2 separate regions of the Mus musculus genome follow, and region 2 is linked to region 1. Evidence: chromatin contacts called from public promoter capture Hi-C data. All regions are on one chromosome and are shown on one strand. Each heading gives the region's core, a stretch centred on a gene start, on an enhancer-like site or on the middle of the called end of the contact. The rest is flanking DNA. Distances are from core to core; before and after follow the strand shown. Region 1 holds the start of Top1mt (DNA topoisomerase 1, mitochondrial). Region 2 holds the start of Mafa (v-maf musculoaponeurotic fibrosarcoma oncogene family, protein A (avian)).

Region 1 (3,126 bases), core at 423-2,922:
GGAGCCTCGCTTGAAGTGGAGCTTCAATGGGTGTGCGTTCACATGCACACAATGTGTGTGTGTGTGTGTGTGTGTGTGTGTGCGCGCGCGCGCGCGCAAATGAAGACCAGAGGACAACCTCAGGTGTCAGTCAACCTACTGGAACTCACTAATTGGCTAGGCTGGCTGGCCATCAAGCCAGCCTGTCTCTGCCTGTCTCTGCCTCCCCAGAGCTGAGGTTACAAGAGTGTGCCACCTTGCTTTTCAACATAGGTGCTAGGGCTCAAACTCAGACCCTTATGCTGGTGCAGCAAGCACTCATTGGCTGTGCCATCTCTCCAGCTGCTGCAGTGGAGTTTTGAGCTGTGGGTTTCAGGGGCGCCAGGGAGAGAGGCGGTTGAAGTCTCTGAGTGTGTATGTGTCTGCCTCGCTCTTATCAGACTTTCTGGAGGAGGTGCTGGAGGAGGCTGAGATTCAGAGAAATTAAACTTGTCTAGTAAAGAGCAGATGGTGGACTCCCACAGGCAGACACAGGCCATTGTAGCCCATCAAGTTGAGGAAAGCGACGTGAAAACGCTTGTATGTTACTCGTAATGAGATGGTTGCATTGAGTTTGTATTGAAGTCAAATGCCCCTGCTTATCCTGAATTGTGGCTTCTACACAATGAAGCCCTCCCCACCCTCCAGCTCTCTGTTGGCGGCTACGACGTGTGAGTGGACACTGCTGTCACAGAACAGCCTTATGACGGACTTTGGGCTCAGGAGGTCTGACTGTCAGCTCCAGCATTCATCATCATCTACCTGAAATTCTTCCTCAAGCCTGGTCTCAGTTGCAAACAGGGCTCCTTTTACCTGCTATGAGGATATGAACGCTGTGAGGCCATGCTCCCCAACTGTCACAACTCCAGCTGGTCTTCAAGGGTACAAGGGTCCTGGACAGCCAGCTACAGACCTGGAATGCCCAAAGTCTTGCTGGTCTGTTGATCATACTCAGCAAACTTTTTGTAGTACTGGCCGTGTCCAGCAGGGGGCCCACTAGCCTCTCCCCGGCTCTGTTCCTGCCTCGGGCCGCTAGATGTCAGTAGGAATCCAGTGAGTTGGTAACCGTGGGCGGGACCTACAGGATAGGCTAGCTCTTTCTTGCTGGTCTCCGTCTCATTTTTTACCTTTCCTGTTCACCACTTTCTTGCAGGCCTGTGTGCTGTTTCAGTGGAAATACCAAGGCTGCCTGCTGCTGGCTCGGGGAGCAGCTGTCCGCGGATTAGGAGATTTTTGTTGCTTGGTACAAATGTCTTGAGATCTTGGTACACATGTCTTCAGATCTGAATGTGTTGAAGGGGGGAGCCTATGGCTTATGGCCCTGGTCTCTTGGCGGCGAGCCTAGGCAACAGCAGTTTTTGCAGGACTTCCAGTGCTGTTGGTCAGTCGCCTAGAGGAAGTTGCTTTGAGCAGGGCAGCTGGTGTCTGCAACTGCGTCCTCCTGGAGGTGTGGGTACTCGGTGTTTTGCCACTTAGATGGGTAGATAGGGCCCTCTGACCAAGTGTGTCTACTCATGACTTCCTCAGGTTGCCATGGCAGGTAGAAGCGCTGGGAGAGGGGCAATGCTCGGCCCTGGCTGGGGACGCCTTCCCAAGGTGGGCGGGCAGGGCGGGACTCCTGGACGTGTGGGGGCGGAGCTCTGTCAGAAGGGCGTGGCCTCGGAAAGCGGGCAGAGCCCACGCATGCACGCACACGCATGCTGCTGCTGTGGCTCAGAGCCCTGTGCCGGCGTTTCCAGCATGTCCCCTGCCGCGTCCCTTCCTGTCAGGTGTCCCGGGTCGCGAAGGCGAACAGAGCCGGGTAAGGCGGGTGGGACGGAGCTCAGGCGAGACAGGGCTCAGTGACTTGCCTAATCCTGCTCCTGTGCCGGGCCACACCGGACACATTGGGAAAAATCGGTCACCCATGTAATTGGGTCTGGGCCTCCAGGCTGCCGCGTTTGGTTTGGAGGAGGTCCCTTTGGAGTGTGGTTCCCAGATTCCCTGATTGGTCTCAGGCCCACTCCACGATTCTTACACTCTTTGTCACGTGGCCTTAGCTTTCAATACCTACCTTACGTCACCAGCCTGCCCCGAGGGACTTCCTAGGGGTTGGGATGGCTGTCCAGGCTGAGATTATATGTGAGATTCTGATTTTTCAACCTTTCCCTCGTGTACTGAGGTTCCCGGAAGCGCCCAGCTCTGGGTTGTGGGATTGTTGCTCACAGCACTTGGGGAGCGGGGATGTCCTGGTCTAATCGCCCGAGTGGTGGGTGGGTTCACAGCGAAGACAGCCCTTCCAGGGCCAGCCATTACAGCTGACCTGCTGACCTGCTTTTGATAGCTCAGCCCCGGACTGGGGCAGCTAAGCTCTTAGGCTCTAGAAATTCCAGGGGAAAGACAGGGCTGTCCTGACTCTCCAAATGGGGCTGAGTTGTGGCCTCTAGGAGAAGACACAGGGCTTCACAGCAGGACATCGGGGTAACTTCCTTGATACTCTTCTCCAGTGGGACAAAGGAATGTCACCCACGCCACGCCACGCCACAGTAGTTGTTTATAGCCCCAATCTCAGTGTCCTTGTCTGTGAAATGGGGATGGCCGTAGACTTCGCCTAGCAGTTTGGGTAATGAGCTTGCCGCTCAGTGTAGGTTCTGAGGTGCTTGTCCACATTTTATGACATCGAATTGGGCTGAATGTTGGAGGAAAGCTGCCTGAGTCGTGTCACGAAGCACTTCTGCATGCAGCCACCGAACTGTTCCCCACCTAGACCCACATGAGAAGCGGAATGGGATTTAAACCCCTATCTCTGGGAACCTTTGGCCACCACTTTTCTCTTTTTCCCTCCTGCATGGTTCATGGGACACCTCTCACCCCTCACACCCCTCAGGCATCCAAGTTCTGGCTACTTTGCAAGAGCTGCTCTGTTTATGAAGCCCGGCCCGCTCCTTACTTTCTGAGGGCACACCTGGAATTGTTTACTGGCTCAGGACATGGTCCCTTGTCCCCTGACCTCCCCACCTATGCTCACTTTCAGGCATTGTAGCTCCACCACACCTGGTCCCTTCTTTGCAGGAAGAGCGAGAAAGGCCCTTTAAAAAACTATTTGTCTCGGGGCAGCGGTGCTGCACG
Region 2 (3,126 bases), core at 284-2,783, 70 kb before region 1:
GTAGGGGTTTCCTCATGCTTTTTTTGTTTGTTTGTTTGTTTCTGAAGACCAAGCCTGCACAGATGAATATGAAGGTGAGGAGTGTCTGGACACTGAGGGAAGGAGCTGGGAGCTATTTGCTCCTAGCTGCCAGGCATCCCCTGTGAAATAGCAGGCACCTGTAGAGGGAGTAGGCAAAGCCCTTGGCACCATGACATCCTGGATAGGTATCCTGTGAATACCCTTTCAAACTTTTTCCACCTTGTGCACAAATGGTTTATATTTAAGAATCGATTGATTGATTGATTGATTGATTGACTGATTGATTGATTTTTAGTTTTTCGAGGCAAGATTTCTCTGTGCAGACTTGGCTGTCCTGGGACTTGCTCTGTAGACCAGGCTGGCCTTGAACTCCCAGAAATCTTCCTGTCTTGGGAGAGCTGGGGCTAAAGGCCTGCACCACCATTGCCCGTCTATTATTTTTAATAGTCAACGGCATATAAGATTATAGATAACAGAGAGGAGAAAACCGCACTCTGGGTCACATCCAGCTGTTGTTCGTGAATGCACGCCCTTTCTATCTTCGGTTGGGATCTGGAATTCTGGAGGAGGGAGGGGAGGGGAGGGTGTCACAGAACTCACATCTTGTCACCCACCCTCCCTGTTGTCCTTGTGGCTTTCTTTTGCTCGGAAGCGGCCTCCTACTAGGTGTGTAGAGACATTCAGCAAGTGTGACGGTGGCAATCTGCTTGCCACTTGTCACTCCAACTTGCCCCCACCCAGCAAGGCTCCTCCAAACCGCCCTGGTGGGCAGCTGGGTCTGAGATTCCTTGTGGGCATTTCTGCAGGCGTCCAGACCCATCAGCCCCATGAATTCAATTCAGAGAAATGGGTTCTCTACGCAGGGAGTACCCGAGACCTGCTCCTCTAGCCCCGTGGTGGCCACAGGCGTCTGTCCCACTCCACCTACCACAACGCTCAGAGGCCTGCGGTTCCACCGTGCATCCCGCCGCCCGAGGTGCCAGCAACTTTGTTGACTGAATTCCTGAACCCATCCCAACCACAGGATAAAAATAGCTGGCGCTCCCGGGCAGCTCGGGAGTCACCGGTGTCAGGATAGTTAGAGGTCCCCATTCTGGAGACTCCAGGCCACTTGGGCCTGGTGCGGGACACAGCCAGCTAGACCACCTAATGGATCTGAGACACCGAAGGAGTACCCTGGACGAGGGCCTCCTCAGCTTCCCTGCACTCTCTGGCTTTACGATCCTGGAACCTCAGAATCTGCCACTTGGTCTCGCGCCCTCTGCTGTGCAGTCCCATGCGGCGGCCACCAGGGGGCCCTGCCCACTCCTCTTGCCGACGGCCCTTCCCCACCCCTTCCCACAGCTGTTTCCCGCAGGAGATTGACAGCTGGGCTCCGGGTTGCCATGGGGATAGGCAAATGAGGGCGGCAGGTCTGGGGCTCCGATTGGCCCGGGGGCGTCGGCCCCCACCTGGGGAGGCGGGCCCAGAAGCGCGTCTCTATAAAGGCTTGTGCGGCTCTGCGCCGGGCCGAGGGAGGCGGGGCCGGCCGGCAGCGCGGGTGGGGCGCGGGGCGGGGCCGGGCGGGAGAGCCCGGAGCGCGGCTGAGCCCGGGGCGCGGCCTCTGCACCCTCCAGGCCAGGACCGCGGAGGAACAGAAGGAGGAGGAGGGCAGGATTGGGGGCCCTGCGCCCGCTCGTAGCGGGCCGGGGGGCCACCCGAGAGGCCTGGCCGGCGGCGTCCCCTGAGCACAGCCCAGAGTTGACAGCAGGAAACTTTTGCTGCTGCGCCCTTCGGCGGCGCGACCAGAGCCTGAGCCCACCGCGGCCCGGGGGGGAGCTAGGGGGAGAGAGGCCCGCGGCTCCCCCCACGCTCCCCCGCCGCCCGTCGGGGCGCGGCCGGGCGCGGCGGCGGGGCTGGGGCCCCGGGCGATGGCCGCGGAGCTGGCGATGGGCGCAGAGCTGCCCAGCAGCCCACTGGCCATCGAGTACGTCAACGACTTCGACCTGATGAAGTTCGAGGTGAAGAAGGAGCCGCCCGAGGCCGAGCGCTTCTGCCACCGCCTGCCGCCCGGCTCGCTGTCCTCGACGCCCCTCAGCACGCCCTGCTCCTCGGTGCCCTCTTCGCCCAGCTTCTGCGCACCCAGCCCGGGCACAGGCGGCGGCGCGGGCGGCGGGGGCAGCGCGGCTCAGGCCGGGGGCGCCCCGGGGCCGCCGAGTGGAGGCCCCGGCACTGTCGGGGGCGCCTCAGGAAAAGCGGTGCTGGAGGATCTGTACTGGATGAGCGGGTACCAGCACCACCTGAACCCCGAGGCGCTCAACCTGACGCCGGAGGACGCGGTGGAGGCGCTCATCGGCAGCGGCCACCACGGCGCGCACCACGGCGCGCATCACCCGGCGGCTGCTGCGGCCTATGAGGCCTTCCGGGGTCAGAGCTTCGCGGGCGGCGGCGGCGCGGACGACATGGGTGCCGGCCACCACCACGGCGCACACCACACTGCCCACCATCATCACTCTGCCCACCATCACCATCACCACCATCACCACCACGGAGGCTCTGGCCACCACGGCGGAGGCGCGGGTCACGGCGGAGGCGGCGCAGGCCACCACGTGCGCTTGGAGGAGCGCTTCTCCGACGACCAGCTGGTATCCATGTCCGTGCGGGAGCTGAACCGGCAGCTCCGCGGCTTCAGCAAGGAGGAGGTCATCCGACTGAAACAGAAGCGGCGCACGCTCAAGAACCGCGGCTACGCGCAGTCGTGCCGCTTCAAGCGGGTGCAGCAGCGGCACATTCTGGAGAGCGAGAAGTGCCAGCTCCAGAGCCAGGTGGAGCAGCTGAAGCTGGAGGTGGGGCGTCTGGCCAAGGAGCGGGACCTGTACAAGGAGAAATACGAGAAGTTGGCGGGCCGGGGCGGCCCCGGGGGCGCGGGCGGGGCCGGCTTCCCTCGGGAGCCCTCGCCAGCGCAGGCTGGCCCCGGGGCGGCCAAAGGCGCACCCGACTTCTTTCTGTGAGTGCCGGACCCTGGGCCTCGCCACGGCCGGGGACAAGTTTGCGCAGGCCGCCCCGGTCTCGGTTCAGACTCTGAGGCCCGGGACGCGCGCTCCGGCGGTGCAGCCGCAGCTGCCG

Evidence for each region. Capture Hi-C pulls out chosen DNA fragments and counts their contacts.
Region 2: a promoter capture Hi-C map of adipose tissue shows a contact between it and region 1. The contact joins the promoter of Mafa here to the promoter of Top1mt in region 1. A contact is called at or near these places in 3 of 39 promoter capture datasets (the 3T3-L1 cell line, macrophages and pre-B cells), 1 of 15 datasets of contacts at CTCF or cohesin (embryonic stem cells), 5 of 484 Hi-C or Micro-C datasets (embryonic stem cells, muscle stem cells and stem cell-derived neural progenitor cells), 2 of 115 datasets of contacts at active chromatin or transcription factors (memory CD8 T cells and pancreatic cancer cells) and 2 of 9 other capture datasets (adipose tissue and liver).

The regions. Positions count from the first base shown.
Region 1 is chr15:75,677,346-75,680,471 of GRCm38.p6, reverse strand. Top1mt (DNA topoisomerase 1, mitochondrial) reads left to right here and starts at 1,672. Exons shown (of 14, transcript NM_028404.3): 1 at 1,672-1,819. The coding sequence starts at 1,716.
Region 2 is chr15:75,746,728-75,749,853 of GRCm38.p6, reverse strand. Mafa (v-maf musculoaponeurotic fibrosarcoma oncogene family, protein A (avian)) reads left to right here and starts at 1,533. Exons shown (of 1, transcript NM_194350.2): 1 at 1,533-3,126. The coding sequence starts at 1,932. The coding sequence ends at 3,011.